Linked DNA regions of Mus musculus: all the other regions are linked to region 2. A link is a contact called in public ChIA-PET, HiChIP or PLAC-seq and promoter capture Hi-C data. All regions are on one chromosome and are shown on one strand. The core of a region is the stretch at or near the end of the contact, and the rest is flanking DNA. Distances in the headings are between cores, read along the strand shown.

Evidence for each region. Promoter capture Hi-C pulls out the DNA fragments that hold promoters and counts their contacts. ChIA-PET counts read pairs in DNA pulled down with a chosen protein or histone mark. HiChIP or PLAC-seq counts read pairs in DNA pulled down with a chosen protein or histone mark.
Region 1: an RNA polymerase II HiChIP or PLAC-seq map of embryonic stem cells shows a contact between it and region 2, with 26 times the contacts expected there. The contact joins the promoter of Csrnp2 here to the promoter of Dip2b in region 2. A contact is called at or near these places in 13 of 39 promoter capture datasets (the 3T3-L1 cell line, 3T3-L1-derived adipocytes, the C10 cell line and 8 more), 6 of 115 datasets of contacts at active chromatin or transcription factors (the NIH/3T3 cell line, embryonic forebrain, embryonic limb bud and 3 more) and 1 of 9 other capture datasets (embryonic stem cells).
Region 3: an H3K27ac HiChIP or PLAC-seq map of embryonic stem cells shows a contact between it and region 2, with 3 times the contacts expected there. The contact joins the promoter of Slc11a2 here to the promoter of Dip2b in region 2. A contact is called at or near these places in 13 of 39 promoter capture datasets (the 3T3-L1 cell line, 3T3-L1-derived adipocytes, cranial neural crest and 8 more), 6 of 484 Hi-C or Micro-C datasets (CD8 T cells, cardiomyocytes, embryonic stem cells and 1 more), 21 of 115 datasets of contacts at active chromatin or transcription factors (the 230-238 cell line, craniofacial prominence, effector CD8 T cells and 11 more) and 4 of 9 other capture datasets (adipose tissue, embryonic stem cells, liver and 1 more).
Region 4: a contact with region 2 is called in a promoter capture Hi-C map of the SN4741 cell line, with 2.9 times the contacts expected there. The contact joins the promoter of Aqp6 here to the promoter of Dip2b in region 2. A contact is called at or near these places in 4 of 39 promoter capture datasets (the SN4741 cell line, embryonic stem cells, hippocampal neurons and 1 more), 1 of 15 datasets of contacts at CTCF or cohesin (embryonic stem cells), 2 of 484 Hi-C or Micro-C datasets (the N1E-115 cell line and embryonic stem cells) and 2 of 115 datasets of contacts at active chromatin or transcription factors (embryonic stem cells and microglia).
Region 5: an H3K27ac HiChIP or PLAC-seq map of microglia shows a contact between it and region 2, with 6 times the contacts expected there. The contact joins the enhancer-like site here to the promoter of Dip2b in region 2. A contact is called at or near these places in 8 of 39 promoter capture datasets (the 3T3-L1 cell line, the C10 cell line, embryonic stem cells and 4 more), 3 of 484 Hi-C or Micro-C datasets (the G1E-ER4 cell line, the HPC-7 cell line and muscle stem cells), 11 of 115 datasets of contacts at active chromatin or transcription factors (embryonic basal ganglia, embryonic forebrain, embryonic stem cells and 6 more) and 4 of 9 other capture datasets (adipose tissue, embryonic stem cells, liver and 1 more).
Region 6: an RNA polymerase II ChIA-PET map of memory CD8 T cells shows a contact between it and region 2, with 11 read pairs. The contact joins the promoter of Racgap1 here to the promoter of Dip2b in region 2. A contact is called at or near these places in 1 of 39 promoter capture datasets (hippocampal neurons) and 1 of 115 datasets of contacts at active chromatin or transcription factors (memory CD8 T cells).

Annotation. Positions count from the first base shown.
Region 1 is chr15:100,493,501-100,496,512 of GRCm38.p6, reverse strand. Csrnp2 (cysteine-serine-rich nuclear protein 2) reads left to right here and starts at 1,274. Exons shown (of 5, transcript NM_153407.2): 1 at 1,274-1,479.
Region 2 is chr15:100,037,118-100,039,967 of GRCm38.p6, reverse strand. Dip2b (disco interacting protein 2 homolog B) reads right to left here and starts at 1,304. Exons shown (of 38, transcript NM_001159361.2): 1 at 1,059-1,304. The coding sequence starts at 1,158.
Region 3 is chr15:100,421,769-100,424,762 of GRCm38.p6, reverse strand. It overlaps Slc11a2 (solute carrier family 11 (proton-coupled divalent metal ion transporters), member 2), which reads left to right and starts at 1,708. Exons shown (of 17, transcript NM_008732.2): 1 at 1,708-1,801. Gm5475 (predicted gene 5475) reads right to left here and starts at 1,570. Exons shown (of 3, transcript NR_040351.1): 1 at 519-1,570.
Region 4 is chr15:99,599,772-99,602,805 of GRCm38.p6, reverse strand. It overlaps Aqp6 (aquaporin 6), which reads right to left and starts at 1,606. Exons shown (of 5, transcript NM_175087.5): 1 at 1,006-1,606; 2 at 59-217. The coding sequence starts at 1,398. Gm34765 (a long non-coding RNA gene) reads left to right here and starts at 1,264. Exons shown (of 5, transcript XR_875660.2): 1 at 1,264-1,368.
Region 5 is chr15:100,404,273-100,407,120 of GRCm38.p6, reverse strand. It overlaps Slc11a2 (solute carrier family 11 (proton-coupled divalent metal ion transporters), member 2), which reads left to right. Exons shown (of 17, transcript NM_008732.2): 6 at 735-841; 7 at 1,307-1,377; 8 at 1,478-1,545. Among named protein-coding and RNA genes, the nearest start is that of Slc11a2, 17 kb to the left of the region's middle. Within about 2 kb of position 1,285, at least 25 of the 459 cell types and tissues checked have an H3K27ac peak or open chromatin away from gene starts, as enhancers often do. A contact at or near this core is called in the G1E-ER4 cell line and microglia, where this site is marked.
Region 6 is chr15:99,650,198-99,652,967 of GRCm38.p6, reverse strand. Racgap1 (Rac GTPase-activating protein 1) reads left to right here and starts at 1,312. Exons shown (of 17, transcript NM_001253808.1): 1 at 1,312-1,461.

The sequences.
Region 1 (3,012 bases), core at 25-2,524, 460 kb before region 2:
CTAAATGTCAAATAACCAGATTTTAAAAACCTGGTATTGAGAATACAATAAATAAACAACTCTTCAATTCAAGTTCCATGGAATCCAGTCAAGACAGAAGACTAAAAAACAACAAATACAAGTGGTAGTGATGCCAAGGAAATAAAGAGACCAAAAGAAGCAGTTATTTCAAATCATGGCTCTCATTCCAGTACTTAAGAAGCTAAAGCAGGCTTTTAAAATGGGAGGCAGGCAGATCTTGGGGTTCAAGGCCAGCCTGGTCTACAGAGGGAGTTCCAGGACAGCCAACGCCACAGAGAAACCCTGTCTCAAATAAACAAATTCAAAACCATCTTGAGCTAAAAAGACCCTGTTCAAAACCAAACGGTGTGTGTGTGTGTGTGTGTGTGTGTGTGTGTGTATGTGTGTGTGTGTGTAATGTATTACCTCTCTAATATGAAGACCTGAATAGTTACTAACTGAACCAACGTATGGCTGGTTGGCATAAGATTGTAAAGGTAAGCCGGGCGTGGTGGCACACGCCTTTAATCCCAGCACTTGGGAGGCAGAGGCAGGCAGATTTCTGAGTTTGAGGCCAGCCTTGTCTACAAAGTGAGTTCCAGGACAGCCAGAGCTATAACTTTTTGGTCCATATTTTGCCCACTTTAAAGATGAACTGCAAAACTGTGATTATCAGAGACAATAATTAAAAAAAGAAAAGAAAAGAAAAATTTAAGAATGTGAAGAAATCAGCCCGTATAGTGGCGCACGCCGTTATCCAGCATTCAGGACGCAGAGGCAGGTGGATCTCTTCAGTTCGAGGCCAGCCTGGAATAGTGTGAGTTCCAGGGCAGCCAGAGCCATGTAGAGAGACCCCGTTTGGGGTGGGAAAAATGTTGAAATCGATCCATCATATAAATAGATAGGTCATTGCTCATAATTTCTCTTATAAATTAGGCCAGCTGCAGCAAGTCATATGGGACAACCCCGTGAGAATCACGTTCCCCAGGCATGGGGTGAGGTTCTGGTGCGAGGAAGTGTAGCCGAGGATCCGCAGCCTCCCGCTTCAAGGCGGGCAACTGCCCTACAGGCGCTCTCCGGGGTCCGCCGCGAATGTTCCAGGGTGGGCGAGGGCTTTTGGGCACTGGCCGCCTCCAACTCCCGGCATGCCTTGGGTGTGGGCCAAGTGTAGACTCCATTTCCCAGGCTGCCCCGGGCCTCGGCCGCGACGCGCCGGCGCCTATAAGAGGCAGAGCGCTGCAGCCGGAGCCTATTGTTAGCCGGAGCCGGGACGGTTCTGGTCTTCGCTGCCCGGGGAGCCAGAGTGCAGAGCCGCCCGACCCCCGCCGCCTGCCGGCCGGCCCACACACCCTGCAGCCCCGAGAGCCACGCGACGGGCCTGGGAGCCGGCACGCCTCGGTCTCCCCTCCTTGCACACGGGCTGAGTAGGCAGCGGGGGCGGCGGAGACCGTGACGGGAGAAGCGGCTGCGGCGGGGCCGGTAATGGGCCTGGGGTGCGGGGAGGAGGGGTCCGCCTCGTCCTTGCCTGGCAGCAGTTCTCGGGCAGCCGTGGAGCAGCGCTCCGGCGCCGAGCTGTGCGGACTAAGGAGGCGGGGGGCGGGGAGCCGAGGCGCCTCTGGGAAGAGGCGTGAGAGCTAGGGGCGCCGGGGACGCGGGTCGGGCTGCAGGCTAGCTCGAGGGATGGATGGGCGGCTTGGAAGCCGGCTGGATTGCGGCTGACGGCTGAGTTCGGAATGGAGTGGGCAGTGATGTAGGATGGAGGGAAGTGAAGGAAGGGGAGGGGGCCTGGAGGAAAATGTGGGAGGAGTGGTTGGGAATTTGTGAGTAGCAGGCAGGAGGATGTGGAAGGCTGTGGGGACTGCAGAAGATGGAAATGAGCGGGAAGGTTAGCGGGAATCCATGGGTTGAGAGCGGAAGGGTTCTTCAGCGGTGCTGAGGGGAACTGGTGACTTGGCATGTCCCTTCTGCTCTGATTCCCGATGTCTCCCATTTTTTCTGGCGTTGTGTGCAAAAATGAGAGCATCACTTGTCCCGGGTGCTAGCTTGATCCTTTTCGCAGGCCTAAACACGCAGCCGCCTGCCATCCATCCTTTGAGTGCTATGGTCTTGATTCACCCTTTTAGAAGGGTTGAGAGTGACAGTGTGACACAGAAACCATTCTTCAGTATGAAAGGTTAGAAGTTATCCCCAAGAGATGACACTGTTCCCCGTGTCCTCCAGTTTTCGTGGTTAGAACCCCAGCCGATTCACATTCTCCTTTTCTTTGGTGGCTTTAAATTTTACAGATATCCAAAACCAGGGTGTTGGTGTGTGGGAGAGTTATAAATGGCGATATCCTTCCGAGGAGAGTTAATGCGGCATCATGTTCCAGGTCTCTCACAAAGCTCTGTGTCTTCTAGGATGTGGCTTTAATGTAGGAAGCCGAATTCTAACCTAAACGGGGACAACCTGGGGAGTAGAGGAGGGAAGGGGCCTTCTTTAAATACCTAGCTTAAGGAGGAGGTTTACACCGAGTGTCTTCCCACTTCCACGATCTTGGGGATCGCAAGGACACGTAGAGCCATAAGATAGTATTTGCGAATCACCCACAGTATCTTAGAAAGGGGGAACAAGGTAGGGCATCGTACTCAAGTGTTACAGTGTTGCGGTATAACAGGAGCCTCGCTGCCCCAGAGTGTCTGGTAGTCTTCACAGTCCTATAAGAGGTTCCTTGACCTTTGGCAGAATATTGGGTTTGAGTTGGGTGGAAAGATTGTCCCCTGTGTTAGGGTTTTGGAGTCATTTAGGAAAAAGATTCACATTACCCAAGCTTTACAAGAATTCTCTGTGTCCAGAGTTTCCCCTGAACTGTGTTTGTTGTTGATGATTTTGGGGTCAGTGCTCCTCTGCATAGCACTGTCTGTCTTGGAATCCACTGTGTAGCCCTGGCTGGCCTGGAACTCACAGAGATTCACCTGACTCTGTCTCCTTAGTGCTGGGACTGGGCCTGCTTCGCCACACCCAATTTTTGCT
Region 2 (2,850 bases), core at 55-2,554:
TTAAAATTAATTATTTCCTTCAATCGAGTAAGATCTGTGACACTCAAACGCACTTCTGGCTTTTCACTATAAGTGATTCTCAAAAAGGTTTGAAAAAGCCCAGTGTCGTGACAAGTTAACAAAAAGTCGGAACTAGAACGCTCCTGGGAACTTGATCACATTCCTTACTCTTTTCCAATCAACAGTTTTTAGTGAACTTGAAAAATACTGGGGAGGGTCTTTGGCAAGGAATTCAACAATATGCAACTCTGGAGACATCAGCGAAGTGTACGGAAACCAAGCGCGGAGAAAATGCTGCTTTTGTTCAGAGGCCGCCTGCGATAAAAACAGGAACTTTACAGAGAAGCTGATCTCCACAGCACATTCGCCTGACCACATGCCCACAGCCGGCATTGAGGTCCTCATTGTTATCCAAGGCACTTCTCTTGTAACAGAGCCCAGATTTAGTCCATGTTTGAAATTATCTACACAAACCCAACCCTCCCTGTACCAATCCATTGTCAAAAGAAAGAGGGTGCCGGCCAGGATTTGCATGTACCCGGTAGCCACCTCTACAAAGACTCCAAAAGGTGACCAGATAGGAAAACCTAGACTGAATGCAGGTGGCAAGAAAAGCCTGCTGCTCCCAAGGACAGAGGCGGTCTAGAGGCAGCGGATCGGGGGGTCTCTGGGTTAGCGCCACCGCTTCCGACCTCCCTCGGACCCTCAATGGCTCCCCCGCTCCTTTCTCACGCCTGTCACTGGTGAGGCACCTCGCATTGTTAGAGAAGCAGGAAGACGTGCAGCTGCGGCGTCCCCCTGCGCCTCGTTCTGAAGCCGGAGCGAGGGGACAGGCGAGCGGCCCTTCGGGAGCAAGGCAGCAGAGGGGCAAGGTGTCAGCCGGAGGGCGCAGCTTTGTCTCCAGCTGACCCGTCCCCGGGTCCTGCGGGGCCCCCCAGGGACAACAATGAAAGCCCAGCCGCGCTTCGCGGGTGGGGAGCGGCGAGCCCCGCCAGCCCAGCCGCCCACAGGCCGCCGCCCGCTCGCCCGCTCGCCCGGCCCGCCGCGCGCTCGCCTACCCTCAGACAGCTCCAGCTCCAGCTCAGCCAGCTGCGCCCGCACCTCGGGGGGCAGCGCGGCCACCGCGGCCGGCGACGGCTCCAGGCCTCGCTCCGCCATCGCGGCTGCGCCAGCCACACTCCGGAAGACGAGAGGGGGCCGAAGGAGGGACGGACTGACGCGGGCCCACACCCCGGCTACAGGATCCGGCTCCAGCCGCCGAGAGCCGCCGGCGCTGCCGCTGCCGCCGCCGCCGCCGCCGCCATGAGCGAGGGTCACGTGAGCGTGCGGCCCCGCCCCCCGGCCTGGAGCTCGTCCCGCCCCGGAGACGCAGGACGGGCGTGGCTACAGCGCCCTCTACCGCGGATCTTGGAGAGCGCAGGCTGCCGTCGCCTGCTCTGCTCTCCTTGGGAAGATGCGGCACCTGCTGCATATGACGCCTACCTTCCACAAACTCTCAAGCAAGAGGACTCCGGGACGTTGCCCTTACTTCTTCCAGTCCCTCTCACTCGGGAGAGCATGCATCTGTCATGTCTTTTCCCCCATTTTCCCTGATGGACCTGCCTACAGGCCACATCCTTCATCTACCCCAGATTCTGGATTATGCCTGCCAACAACTCTTTGATTTCTTTTTCGGTGCTTCTTGTAATCCCAGCACTCAGGAGGTGGAAACCGGAGGATCTGAAGTTCAAGGTCATTCTCTCCTCAGTGAGAGCCAGCCTGGGCTACATGAGACCTGTCTCAAAACACAAGAAAAAAGATCACAGTCGAACTTGCTTCATCTTGCCTTGACTCCTAAAGACTTATAAAAAGAACTTCTGTGGGAATAGGGGTTGGGGACATGGTTTCATTGTTACAATCGCTGGCTGCTTCTGCAGAAGGCCTAAGCTCAGTTCTCAGCACTGGGCGTCTAATGCCAGCTTGAGGACCTCTGCAGACCTCTACACACACGGCTACATACACCGCATTCGGTATAATGGTGCACGCCTTTTATCCCAGCACACAAGAGGCAGAAGCAGGCTAATCTCTGAGTTTGAGGCCAGCCTGGTCTACATAGTGAATTCCTATTCAGCCAGGGCTACACAGTTAAGACCCTGTCTGGAGGAGCGAGGAACGGAGAGGGGAGGGGGAGGAGAGGAAGAGGAAGAGGAAGAGGAAGGGGAAGAGGAAGGGGAAGGGGAAGAAGAGGAGGAGGAGGAGGAGGAGGAGGAGGAGGAAGAAGAAGAAGAAGAAGAAGAAGAAGAAGAAGAAGAAGAAGAAGAAGAAGAAGAAGAAGAAGAAGAAGAAGAAGAAGAAAGAAAGAAAGAAAGAAAGACATCTCTTTATGCAGTCTTGCCTGACCTGGAACTCTCTACTCAACCGACAAAGGACAAAGATCCACTTTCATCTGCCTCCTTGCTGAGTGTTGGAATCAAAGACGTGCCCTAGCTTGATGGGGAGTTGGGGATAGCTTTTTTTTTTTTTTTTTTAGCCACCTCAGTATGTAACCTATATGTAGTCCAAAAGTACTCATTCTAGTTTAGTATATATAAGGAAGGCCAAAAAAAAAAAATCCCTGTATTCTTTTTCCCCTCTTTTATTATTATTATTTTCTTTATTTACATTTCAAATTTTACATTCCTGTATTCTTACCAAAAACTATTAAGATCTTTATTTTACATTGTAACTTTTGTGTTTAGTATTGAAATTTTGTCACAGGGAGACAACTGATTTATGATTTTTTTCCCCACTGTGTGCATGGGGGGGGGGGGGGTGGCACACACAGCCTGAGGGGATCCTAGTGTCTCTTTCTTTCCAAGGTGCTCCAAAATG
Region 3 (2,994 bases), core at 459-2,958, 380 kb before region 2:
TCTGCCCATTTTGCTCCCCTGCCTGGAGATCACTGATTGACTAGCTAATGGCCGCCCTTGGCTCCTTCAGATCTGGAGGGAGAGACCAGGTGGCGTTTTCACCTTTACTTTGAAGTCTTATAATCACTTCAGTGTGGCACGTACTGAGTGGAAAATGGATGTGGGCTGTCAAGGCTTCGGGTTAATTGGTTCCACCTCCCTTCTCACAGGGACAGAGTCCTCTGCTCATCTACAGTGGAGTGAGTCCCTGAACCCCAGCTTCAACTCCCAGGGGAGTGGCCTCCAGACAAAAGGCTTTACTACATTACCGCCAGGGCACCCACTGCCCGCCTCCACGTCCTGCCCTGCCGAATGGCACATAAATGAAATCTCAGAAGAAAACTTTTAACTCAATTAATTTTTACTAATAACTAGGAGTGGCAGAAATACAATTCCTCCTTCTCATGGCCGGTCAAAGATGAAATTTGATTATGCTTTGAAGGGTGCGGTTTGAAATTTTTCCCTCAGTGTTGACCTACCTTAAGTGTTCTCTCTAGCCAAGGGGAGGCGTACTCCTCTGCATATATAGAGGCTGCGCTGCTCTGAAAAGCCAAACCAGTCCTGCACCATGGGGAAGAAGCAGCCAAGGGCGGCAGCAGCTGCTCCCAACTGTGAGCTAAGTAAGTGGCCACAGCCCAGGGACGCTGGCCAGCCGAGGAGCACACCTGGACGCTGACACAAACAGATCTCGCCCCTTTCTTTTCTAGATGCAGCGGAAGGTCCCAGAAGAAAGGTTCTGGGCTCGAAGGCATTTAAGAAGCCTTTCTCCAACGCCACGGATGAGCTGGAGAGGCGGCCAAGATTAATTTGTAGTTTCTCTTCTTTCAGGTGACGATTCTGTATGAAGAGCAGCAGCCCCAGCCAGGGGCCTTTCTGTTTGCTTTTGCTGTCATTTTTTTTTTTTTTTTAAAGTTTCCATCTTTAGGGTTTACCCTTTCTTCCTATCTCCGTTCTTACCAAATAATGAACATTTCTCCCGGCAGTTTCTATATGAAGAAAACAGGGCTGTCATCTATACTGTTGTAGGGGAAATCGAGAAGTCCTTTTCGGTGGCAACTTGGGGCGGGGGGTTGTCAGGTCATAAAACTGCGAAGAGGTGAGGCTGAGGCCGGGGATGGAGTGGGACTGTTTTGGGGGCAGGCAGGATAAAATGTGTGGAGAAGAGACAGAGCCAGGTGGGATCACTGTGAGTCTTGGGAGTAGGACGACGGGTGCAGCCGAACTGGCTCCACTGGTCGAAGTTTCTCGGTTCCTCCCAGGCGTGGGGTGTTCTTGGCGCGTCAGTGGGCACCGAGCAGTGGCTCAAGAAGCTAATAGGGACTGCCATGGCGCCTTAGGATCGAGTGTAGCTGTTTCTCGGAGTTATCATCTCTTAGGAGGAAAAAGGCGTGTAGCTGCCTAAAAGGAAGTGGCGGGAACTATGACAAAAATGTATATGTCCCGAGCATTCCGGGGATGGGAGTTGCCAATATAAGAACGCCGAAGGTTTGAACTGCGAGGACCGTGGCGCGCCCGGCGGAATCACGCCTCCGGATCAGCCCCGCCCCCGCTCAGGCCCCGCCCCCAGGCAGCTCGGATGGGCGGAGCCTCCGTTCCCGGTCCGCCGGCCACGCAATCCCGCAGCTGCAGGAGTCCAGCCAATCAGGAGAGGGGGGCTCCCGCCCGGCCGGCCAATCACGGGAGGGCAGGAGGTTGACTGGGTCGCCGCTGGCTCCTGGGATATGGAGTCGCCGGCGCGGCGTGTGTGGAGGTGGCGGAGCCGGTAAGCCGGGGTGCTGGCAGGGTCAGGGGTTACGGCGGCCCGCTGTGCGCGGGCGTGCGAGGGGGCTCGGACGGCGACCTACGGGGCTGGAGCAGCCTGCGGGGAGGGCGCAGCGGCGAGCCCGGGGAGGGAACCCGGTATCCCGAGGAGACCGGGAGGGCTCCCGGCTCAGCATAGGCGCCGACGATCACGGGCCTCGGCTCTTCACCGCCACCCGGGACACCGGACCACCCTTCCGCGGCCGGCCGGCCGGGGGGTGCGACCGCAGTGCCCTCCCGGAGCCCCGGGTGCCCTGCAGCGCAGCGCCCTGTCAGCCCAGCGGCTGCGGGAGCTGCGCGGTCTGCCCGAAGGCCTCAGGCCTCGCGGTTGAGTGCTGCTCGGTTGTCCGGCTGTGTGTGCAGCCTGGGACCCTGCGCCTTCCAAGGCCTCGTTCAGGGACACTTGCACGCGATGGATACTCCCCTTCTCAGCGGCGTCCTAGGCCGGGTAGTTTGCAAACTCATTTGTTTGATATTCCACCTTTGGATTCTTTGTCCGTTTCTTGGATACATCATATTTGGAAGGGCATCCTCAGAAGTAGAGTTTCCGCTGTATAAAATGGAGACACTCGGTTATCCCTTGGTTTTCAACGGTGTGATTTAAGGCAGCAAAAGCAAAATATGGGAGAAGAGCTGGTGAGGGCCGGTGGGCATCCGAGAGCTTCCATGTGACCCGTGGGGAAACCACGGGAAACTGTCCACGTTGTCCACCGTGGCATTCTCCACCCTGACCAAGTCTCCTTACTTCTTGGCTGTGTTAACTTTTGGTTCAGGCTCCTTAAGCTTTCCTGCGGTCCACACTTAAAGGTGGGGTGGGGGGATGGGGTGGTGGTGGTGGTGGTGGTGAAGGTTGGGTCTGTCAGGGCTGTTGGTGTTGTTAGTTAATACAGGTAAAGTGCTTAGGGCAGTCTCCTGCTGACCGGTATTTTTTTTTTTTAAATTACTGCTTGCTTGTGCCTGCTGTTTCCTTAAAGACTTTAACCTTCTCAGTAGTCTTTGCCCTGAGTCCCCTGGGCTATTGCCAAAGGTCCTCCAGGCAAGGCTTTCTAGCCATACTGTTAGTCTGCAAGTGCATCTAATTACAGGTGAAGAGATGCAAGGTGCTGACAGTACCTTCTTACTCTTTGTCTTTTTGAGACTAGATCTGGCTACCTC
Region 4 (3,034 bases), core at 357-2,856, 440 kb after region 2:
GTTCTTCAGGGAGAGTTCCCGTATGTGCACATGCATGGTGTCCTCCTTTGTCTCTTACCCCAATGAGGTGGCCCAGTGCCACAGAGGTTCCAATCATGGCAGCTGGGGACGCCAAGGTCTGCCGGCCATCCATGGAAGCAAAGACACAGAGCACCAGCTGCAGCGTCAGAACCAGCTCCACGGCCACCGCCTGGCCAGTTGATGTGCTGTTGTGGACCTTAGCAGAGAGGATTGCACTGGAGTGGACTTGGGCTCTGAGCACAGGACAGTGAGACTCCCTAGTCCTTCCTACTCTCCCCGGCTGAGGGCTGATGCAGGACCCTAAGGAGGTCTGTGGGGTCTGTGCAGCCGGCTCGCATTGCATCCGGATGCCTGCTCCCCGTGCAAGTGCCTGACACGTCTCCCACTCTCCCATTGAGTGAGGCCCGCGGTTCAACGGTGCCTCAGAAGTTAAGGAGTGATGAAAAAGCTTGAGGGAAGAATGGAGGGGCTGCGGGTAGAGGTGGAAGCAGATGGAGCAAAGATGATGAGAGGAGTGAAGCAGGCCTCGGAAACAGAGAAACCAGCAGGATACACAGAGAGAGTACAAGGCCAGTTAGGTAGGGCTCTCCCTCTCCCTCTCCCTCTCCCTCTCCCTCTCCCTCTCCCTCTCCCTCTCCCTCTCCCTCTCCTTCTCTCTCTCTCCTCTCCCTCTCCCTCTCCCTCTCCCTCTCCCTCTCCCTCTCCCTCTCCCTCTCCCTCTCCCTCTCAAGCCCAGCTTGGCTCCTCGCTGACAGCTCTTAGCTGCCCCTGATTCCCTCCCCTTCGTATTGTCTCGGTGTCCCATCTGTTTATCACACCATGTTGCCATTTCTGTCTGGCCTAGGTGAATGCTTAAATGGGAGAGGAACCCGGGGCAGCTCAGAATAGCTACATTGTTTCCTCCTGTCTGGCCTCCCACCGTGACCATCTGACTCCCTCAGGTGCCCTATCATCTGCCACATGACTGGGCCTCTTTGCACCTACCACGTTGACCCCAAGGGTCTCTCGAATACCTCCTGGAGTTACCCCGTAAAGAAGAGCAGCCCCAGCTGTGGCCCCAGCCAGCTGCGCAGCGATATAGGCCATAGCCCGAGGCAGAGAGATATGGGATCCCACGAGGTAGGCCAGGGTCACAGCAGGGTTGGCGTGGGCCCCGCTGGTCTTCCAGGAGATCTGCACGGCTGTGGCTGTGGCCAGATTGAAGGTGATGGCGATCTGGAGCACAGAGGGAAGCGCCACAGGCCAGGGCAGAACAGAGCCCACACCAAAGAAAACGTACAGCCCCGTGGCCAGGAACTCAGCAAAAAGCGCCTTGCTGATGGCGGTCCAAAGCCCGCCAACCAGAAGGTAAGCCCTGCTACACAGCCCTGGCTCCATGTCTTGTCACCTGCTTGCCTTCAGGTCTGCTGCCTCTTCTCCCTGATTCGTTCTGTTCCCTCAGGTCTCTTGACCCCTCCCCAGCTCTCCTGGCCTCCCTTTCTGTGGCAGCTTCCCCAGCCAGCTAAGGTGCCCCCAGCACACTGCTGGCCTTAGAAACAAGCTGCTCAGATTCATGGGGAGCCAGCTGATGGCATTGTGCGTGTCTGGGGGTGGGAGGTTCAGAGTGCTCACGTGTCTGTTCCAGCTCGGGGCTCACCTGACAGGAGGGGGCCAGGCCAGTAAGGAGGAACACTGGGCACTGAGCTGGAACCTCCCGGGACTGGCTGCCAAAAGAAGTCTAGCCTGGGACTTGGGGACTTGGGGAGTGGAAGTCAGATCCCTAATGTCAGCTTAGAGACCAGCAAGATCATGGAGAAACCCACATCCAAGGCCTGCTGCAGGGGTGCCTGTGTGCTAATTGCCTAGTCTCTTCTTCTTAAATGGTGGGGTGTATTCTGTGCCCCATAAGCCCAGGTGCGAAATTAAGTTCTTTCCACCATTCCCCCGTAAAACATGGCATCCAGGTCTCAGGCACGGGCAATCAACTTGATTGAGGATGTGGTCCTGGTGGTGTGGAAAGGAGCTGGGGTTCACCACACGGATGCTCAAACCATGATAGCTGCTGCATGTGGCCCGAACAGTTCTGCTGTCCGCCGGTGGGGGATCCCCTGTGCTTTTTCCCTCACTTCCTGCCTCTCTGCCTCCCTTCGGGACCTTGTTCTCAGAGCCCCCCACCCCCATGATTTATTACATCAGATGGGTTATCTACTTATATAGCTATGTCATCCTAAAGTGTCACCGTGCCTCTTCCCCAGTAGCATCAGATTTCTCAAACAGAGGTGTTCCCTCTGTGGAGCTGCCCAAGCAATACCTGCATCCTGCCCTAACCCTGGCTGCACCTGGTTAACTGCAGGCTCCTCAAACAGAGTCTGTCCCCAAATGCCACCCTCCCTGTCTCCCACACTTCTCTCCAGCGCAGTTGGTGGCACCCAAGAAGTGTCTTTGACCCCTTTCCAGAGGAAGGCATCGAACTCTGCTAGTTTTGAATCCCGAGTGGTCCCGGCTGGGCTCTCCTCCTCACCGTGCAGCCTTTAGCCGGTCCGCCCTCACTTTGCCCTCCTCAGTCCTCCACACTGCGGTCTGAATGATGCTTTGTTTTGTTTTGTTTTTTAAAGCAGTGCTCAGCCGGCTGCTGTCCTGCTGCAGTCTCTGCCACCCTCTTTGGAGGTCTAAGCCAGAATGACAAGGTCCTGTGGGGCCCCATTCCTCCTGCCTCCCTCGTCCTTCTTCCTTTGTCCCCTGGCATCCTGGGATGAACATCCTGCCATCTCCACCCCCACCCCCACCCCTTCATGGAGAGCCTTCTGTACTCTTCGCCTGAACCTCTTAACCCATCCTGGAGGACAGCTTCCAGCGCCACCTGCTCTGTCCTAAGGCCATCTCTGTGTGTTGCCGCCATACCTAAAGCCTTTCCATGTACAAGTCAGCACACTCCTGCCACGGTGTTACTATGTCTCCCAAACAAGGTGATCAGCCCTCAGGGGGAGGAATCACATTTTGTTCTATATATAGTGTCCTGCACAGAGACTGCCTA
Region 5 (2,848 bases), core at 36-2,535, 370 kb before region 2:
TCAGTTTGCCTTTCCACTCATCTGCTGGTCCAGAGCTAGTTTCCTTGTTTGCTGTTTTCTGTCTATTCTGAACGTTTACTCTGATCACTTTTAAAAAGAGACTTATTTTTATTTTGTAAGATTGTATGTATGTATGTATGTATTTCTGTATGTGCATATGAGTGTGGCTGTCTGCAGAGGTTCAAAGGCTGGAGGTGGGGTGGGTGGAGGCTGGACCCTTGAAGGAATTGTGAGCTGCCAGACATGGGTGCTGGGAGCTGGTGTTTAGTCTTTTCATCTTCTGCAAGAGCAGTACATGCTTTTAGCCACGGAGCCATCTTTCTAAGCCAAGCCCCTTCAATACCTTTTTCACTTTTTGTGTGTTGTTATTAAATTCAAGATGATAAAGTCTGTCCCGTGTTTGTTTTATAGTCATAGTTATGGGCGAGTTAGAGGCTTTAATTTCTCATTTCTCTCTTGACTCCCATTTTGAGCATATTTGTATATTTATTTTCCTCTGTAGCTTTTTAGCTTGTTTTTAGGCAAGAGAGTAAGTGGGAAATGATGAATAGAAACCCCATTCTTCTCCTGAAGAGCTGGGTTGGCTCCCTGACCCTGCTTCACAGTCTCCCACAGGAAGTACTTTTCTACTCTGTGGCTGTGTAGGGCTGAGTTCTGGGAGTTCTCCAGTCTGTGACAAAAATCTGAATTCTGAACGGAGAAAGTTCTTATCAGAACCACTCTTTGTTTTGTAGGTCCCACGGATCATCCTGTGGCTGATGGTGGAGTTGGCAATCATTGGTTCTGACATGCAGGAAGTCATTGGCTCAGCCATCGCCATCAATCTCCTGTCTGCAGGAAGGTGGGGGTGGGACTTCCCTCTAGAACATTGTCAGTACTAAGCTGGGTTCCAAAGCCAGAGTGGAAATGAAAAGCCAACCCTTTAGTGTTCAAGGTTCAACTAGTCTGGAGCCGCCTTATCTCCCAGCAGACGTAGCATGCATCTTCCATTCCCTGGCTGGGTTGTATGCACTTCTATTTAAATGGAGGATGCAGCGTTCTGTGGCACAGTTAATTATTTGCAAGGCTGCTTATTCCACTGCACAGTGAGGTCCTTCTGCATATGATGTGTGCTTTTCAGCTGTGTCCCACACATCTGACACAGCAAGCTCTCAGGGAGAGCTCCAGTGGATGGGCTTCAGCAGCTGCCGCCTCTCAGCCACTGTTGCTCCTCCTCAGGACCTAGCTTTCCCTGGTGTTTGGTGTTGGACAGGGTGTGAAGAAATCGTCCCTGGGTTTTTAGTCTCTCTTCTTGTCTCTAACCCAGGGTCCCCCTGTGGGGCGGAGTCCTCATCACCATCGCAGACACTTTTGTGTTTCTTTTTTTGGACAAATATGGTAAGGCCTGGGGCAGGTGGGTGAGTCCCAGCCGGCAGCTTCGGCCACACGGCTGTGGGGAGGACTGGCCTCCCTGCTCACTTCTGCACTTCCCCCTCAGGCTTGCGGAAGCTGGAAGCGTTTTTTGGCTTTCTCATCACTATCATGGCCCTCACGTTTGGATATGAGGCAAGTGCTGCAGGCTGTTGGTTAACTGTTTAAAACAAAGCTTCATTTTGTCTCATTTGTAATCTTTTATTATAAAAGCAATAATGGCAGAATCAGCAAAAAGCCAGGTACTTCTGGGCTGCTCTGGAAGGGATATAGTCTATGGCAAGGATTCATGTGCAAGAAGGCCTGAGGAGACTTTTTGGGGCATCAGAAATGACTAGACTCCACAGAACCTTTCAGGAGTGCAGTTTTTGGTCCGAGGTTAGCCACCCTGACATAGAACAGCTTTAGAGTGGGTAACGAGGAGGCTGTGGGGTCATTGCTGACTGCCAGCTCAAAGACACTCTGTTTGTGCTTACCTTGGCCAAAATTAATCACAGCCTGACTTTCCTGTATTAAAGCAGTGATGGTGAGCTGGACAGGGCGGTGCACACCTTTTCTGCTCAGGAGCTGGGACAGCCTGGTCTCTGAGTGTGAGGCCAACTTGATCTACCTGGAGAGTTGGATCCAGGGCAGCCAGGGCGCAGAGTAAGACAAGAAACTATTGATGAGGTATAGGTGACAATGATTTTCTTGGCTTGTTCCTTACCCATCCCTAGGGATCAATACCATTATTTGTACCCTTTTTAATGTCCAGTTGTTATAAACTGGTTTTTACATATGGGCCTGCTTAGACATTAAACAGATATCTAGTCTGTGAGGTTAGTTTTCCCAGATTGTCCCAAGAGAATTCTAGCCTGTCTTTCAAGAGGAATCCTGACCCAAGAGGAAGTTGGAGTGAGCAGTGCTCGGGAACAACCTGAGCCCCACCCCTGCACACCCATGTGCTCAGAGACAACCTGCCCCCTCTTCCCGGCACCCGTGTGCTCGGAGACAACCCACTCCCACATCCTCACAGCAGGCAGCATCGCTGACTTCCAGATGGGCAGAGAAGAGCAGCGTGGGGTAGACCTGGACTGTAGTTGCTGGGCCTGTGTCGGCAGCTACAGTGATGCAGATAACGGCAGCCAGACCTTCCCTAGCTCCTTACCTCAGAACACTGTGTTCTCTGCACATCTTCACTGTACTTTTTAAAGTGTAATGTAACATATTCAGAAAATACAGGACTGTATTTTCCTCTGAGCCCCATATTAGTTATCTTTGTGTAATTGTAACCAAAATACTGTGGAAAATAACAGGAGGAGGGAAGGTCTGTTTAGCTAGGGTTTCGGAGGGCTTGGTCTGGCCTGTAGTTCCTTGGGCAGATGTGTGTGGGAGACTCTACCTCAGTGCAGACAGGAAGCAGGGCATGGCTTGCCCCCATTGACCTACATCTAGGTAG
Region 6 (2,770 bases), core at 63-2,562, 390 kb after region 2:
GCAAGCGCTGGATGCTAAGAGTAGCTTGGTGCACTTCAGGACCTGTAGACAGGAGGGAGTCAGGAGGGGCAGCTGGAGAGCCCGGAAGCCCAGGTTAGGGGAGCCCTGTTAAAGACCCTGATCTTTTTTTAAGGAGGAGAAGTGAAACGGTTAATGGTTTTCAGCAAGGAAGAGCCATGGTTGGATCTGATTTTTTGTTTGTTTTAGGCTGGTGTGAAACTAAGTAGCAGAGGCTGGTCTTAATCCCTCAGCCTCCACGCCCTAAGTGCTGGGGTTTCGGGTGTGTGCCACCACACCCACCCAGAACTGCCTTTGAAAATACCACGGTTGTAAAGAGTTCGAGGAAGGGCTCAGTTCCCTTGGTGGTTAGACTTCTGAGGCAGGCCAGGCTGGCCTTGAACTTACAGAAATCTGCTTCTGCTGTGCTGGGGTTAAAGGGGTGTACCTGGATCACTGTTTCTAGTAAACTCTAGCTAGCCAGTATTTTGTCAAGTTGCTAGTAGCCACACCTACCAGTAATTAGTAAATTCAGGAAGGAAGGGACACCAACACAGAGACATAACAAAAAAAGGAACAGAAACATTGGGAACACACTAATAGATTAAGATGAATAGTTTGCTGGTGTACGTAAAAGGCATTTCTGATGTTGGGTCCAGATCTTTCAAAGTTTCAAAGCCTCTGTACCAATACGACGCCAAATTTTAAGTGCCACTTATTAAATGGAATTATAACACTTCATTTTGCATTTCTATTTGTTTTCTTGAGCTGTCTTCCCCCATTCATAGCTACTGGAAAGCAGAGACCACATGATCGGTATTTTTTTCTGATTCCTAGCAGAGTGCTTGCTATGAAGTTGGCATACTTACTGTGCATCAAATAGAAGTCTGAATGAATGCGTGAATGAATGGAGGGATAATTATAGCTCAGTAAATATGGTTAAAATGATTGCTGCTCTGTCTCCTTCTGGAATTCTTCCTATTCTACAGTGAGACCCGAAAACTATTCAGTTATTAGTTTCCAAGGGTCCTATTTGACTGCGTGGGGAAACAGGAGGCAAGAAATAATATGCAATTAGTCAACAGGTCATTAGGATAATTGCAAGAAAGGAAGCTGGAGCCTGGAATGTGAGTCCTACACGGGCCACGAAACACCCACTACTCCCGCAAAATTGTGTGTGTGCCCTTAGTCAAAATGGCCGCCTTTCGGGCGTCTCGCTAATGTAATGCGCATGCCCATTCCGTTTTGCGCCCGCCCCCTGGCCCTGACACTTGCGTCTTCGTGATTATGAGCTCCTCTGTGATTGGCTGGTGCGTGATTTTGAACCGGATCTGGCGGCGCGGTTTTACACTGCCGTTAGTGAGGCGCGTCGCTGGTAGACAGCAGCCCTCCTGGGGCGCGGCGGCCGGAGAGTGAGCGCCGCGGGCCGGACGGGGTTGCGTGTGCGCGGGGCCGGGAGCCTCGGTAAGCCGGTCGAGGTCGCGAGCGAGCGAGCGAGCGGGCGGCGGGGAGGCGGGCGAGGGGAGGGGGCGGCGGGACCCGGCTGCTCTCGGCGTGGCGCTCCTTGCAAAGTCGGGGCGTCCTTTTGAGGCGTGGCCGGCCGGGTGCGGGTGTGGTTCCCTCAAGGTGGTCTTGGCGAGCCCCAGTGCCGGGCGTGGGAATGGCGGGGAGAGCCCCCTCATACCCTTTTCCGAGGAACAGTCTCTTTTGAGGGAGAAATCAGGTGTTTGGGGAACCCGGCGGCCTGACGTGGAGAGCCTCTACCTTCTAGGCTGTCTCCCACAAGGCTCATTAGAACATCCCTAGTTGTGGAGAGTTGGAATGTTGCAAATTCGGAGCCTATCTCGGGTGATTTTTTTTTTCCAGGCCCCCCCCCCTTTTAATAATTTATTGCCCACCTCTGTCACTGACCTACCTACTGTTCTGTGATTTGCATGTGAAACCCTTTGGGGTGTATTAATTTATATGAACAGCTTCCACCAACAGAAAAGCTAAGACTTGTTCTTAACTATAAAACGTAGTGAGAATGGTTATATCACAACGTAGTATTTTGGTATTCTGGATTCATGTTCACTAGCCAGGGTCACTTATATTTGGCTCACTCATTTCCCTTGGAATGAGAGCTTTGTTTTTGTGCCTCAGAAAGAGAGGAAGAAAGAGAGGAAGAGGGGGAGAGACTGACTGCAGTACTCCCAATAGTGTATCGGAAGGTTATTGGATTTACTGTTTACCTTTTAAAGTTCTATCACTCCTAAATAAACTGGACTCCGTGTATGTGTGGTAGTGTCTTATGTAGCCCAGGCTGGCCTCTTGTAGCCAAGGATAACCTTGGACTTCTGAGCCTCCTGTCCTTGGAGTGCTGGGATTACAGGCATTACAGGATAACTTGGAGATTACATGTGTGATCTGCCATTCTCAGTATTTGCTGTGTTGAGGACAGAAACCAGGGGCTTGTCATGCTAGAGAGACATGGTATCAGCTGAGCTACAGGCCAGCACAATTGTACATGTAATTTCACGTAAGACTGTCTTCTACTAACCTTTAAAACCTCTGTGGACTGATGAGGCTGCATGTCAGGCTGCCAGGGTGCAGTAAAGATAGGGACTCTTATGCTGTGTTAGACTTCAGTGCTGTCTGCTGGTCAACTTGGCTTTTGGGTTGATGAAAGGTAGGTGTGTGTTTGTTTCTGTTTTTATTTCTATTCTGAGACAGGGTTTTGCTGTGTGTAACAGCTCTGTATGTCCTGGAACTCTGTAGACCAGGCTGGCCTGGA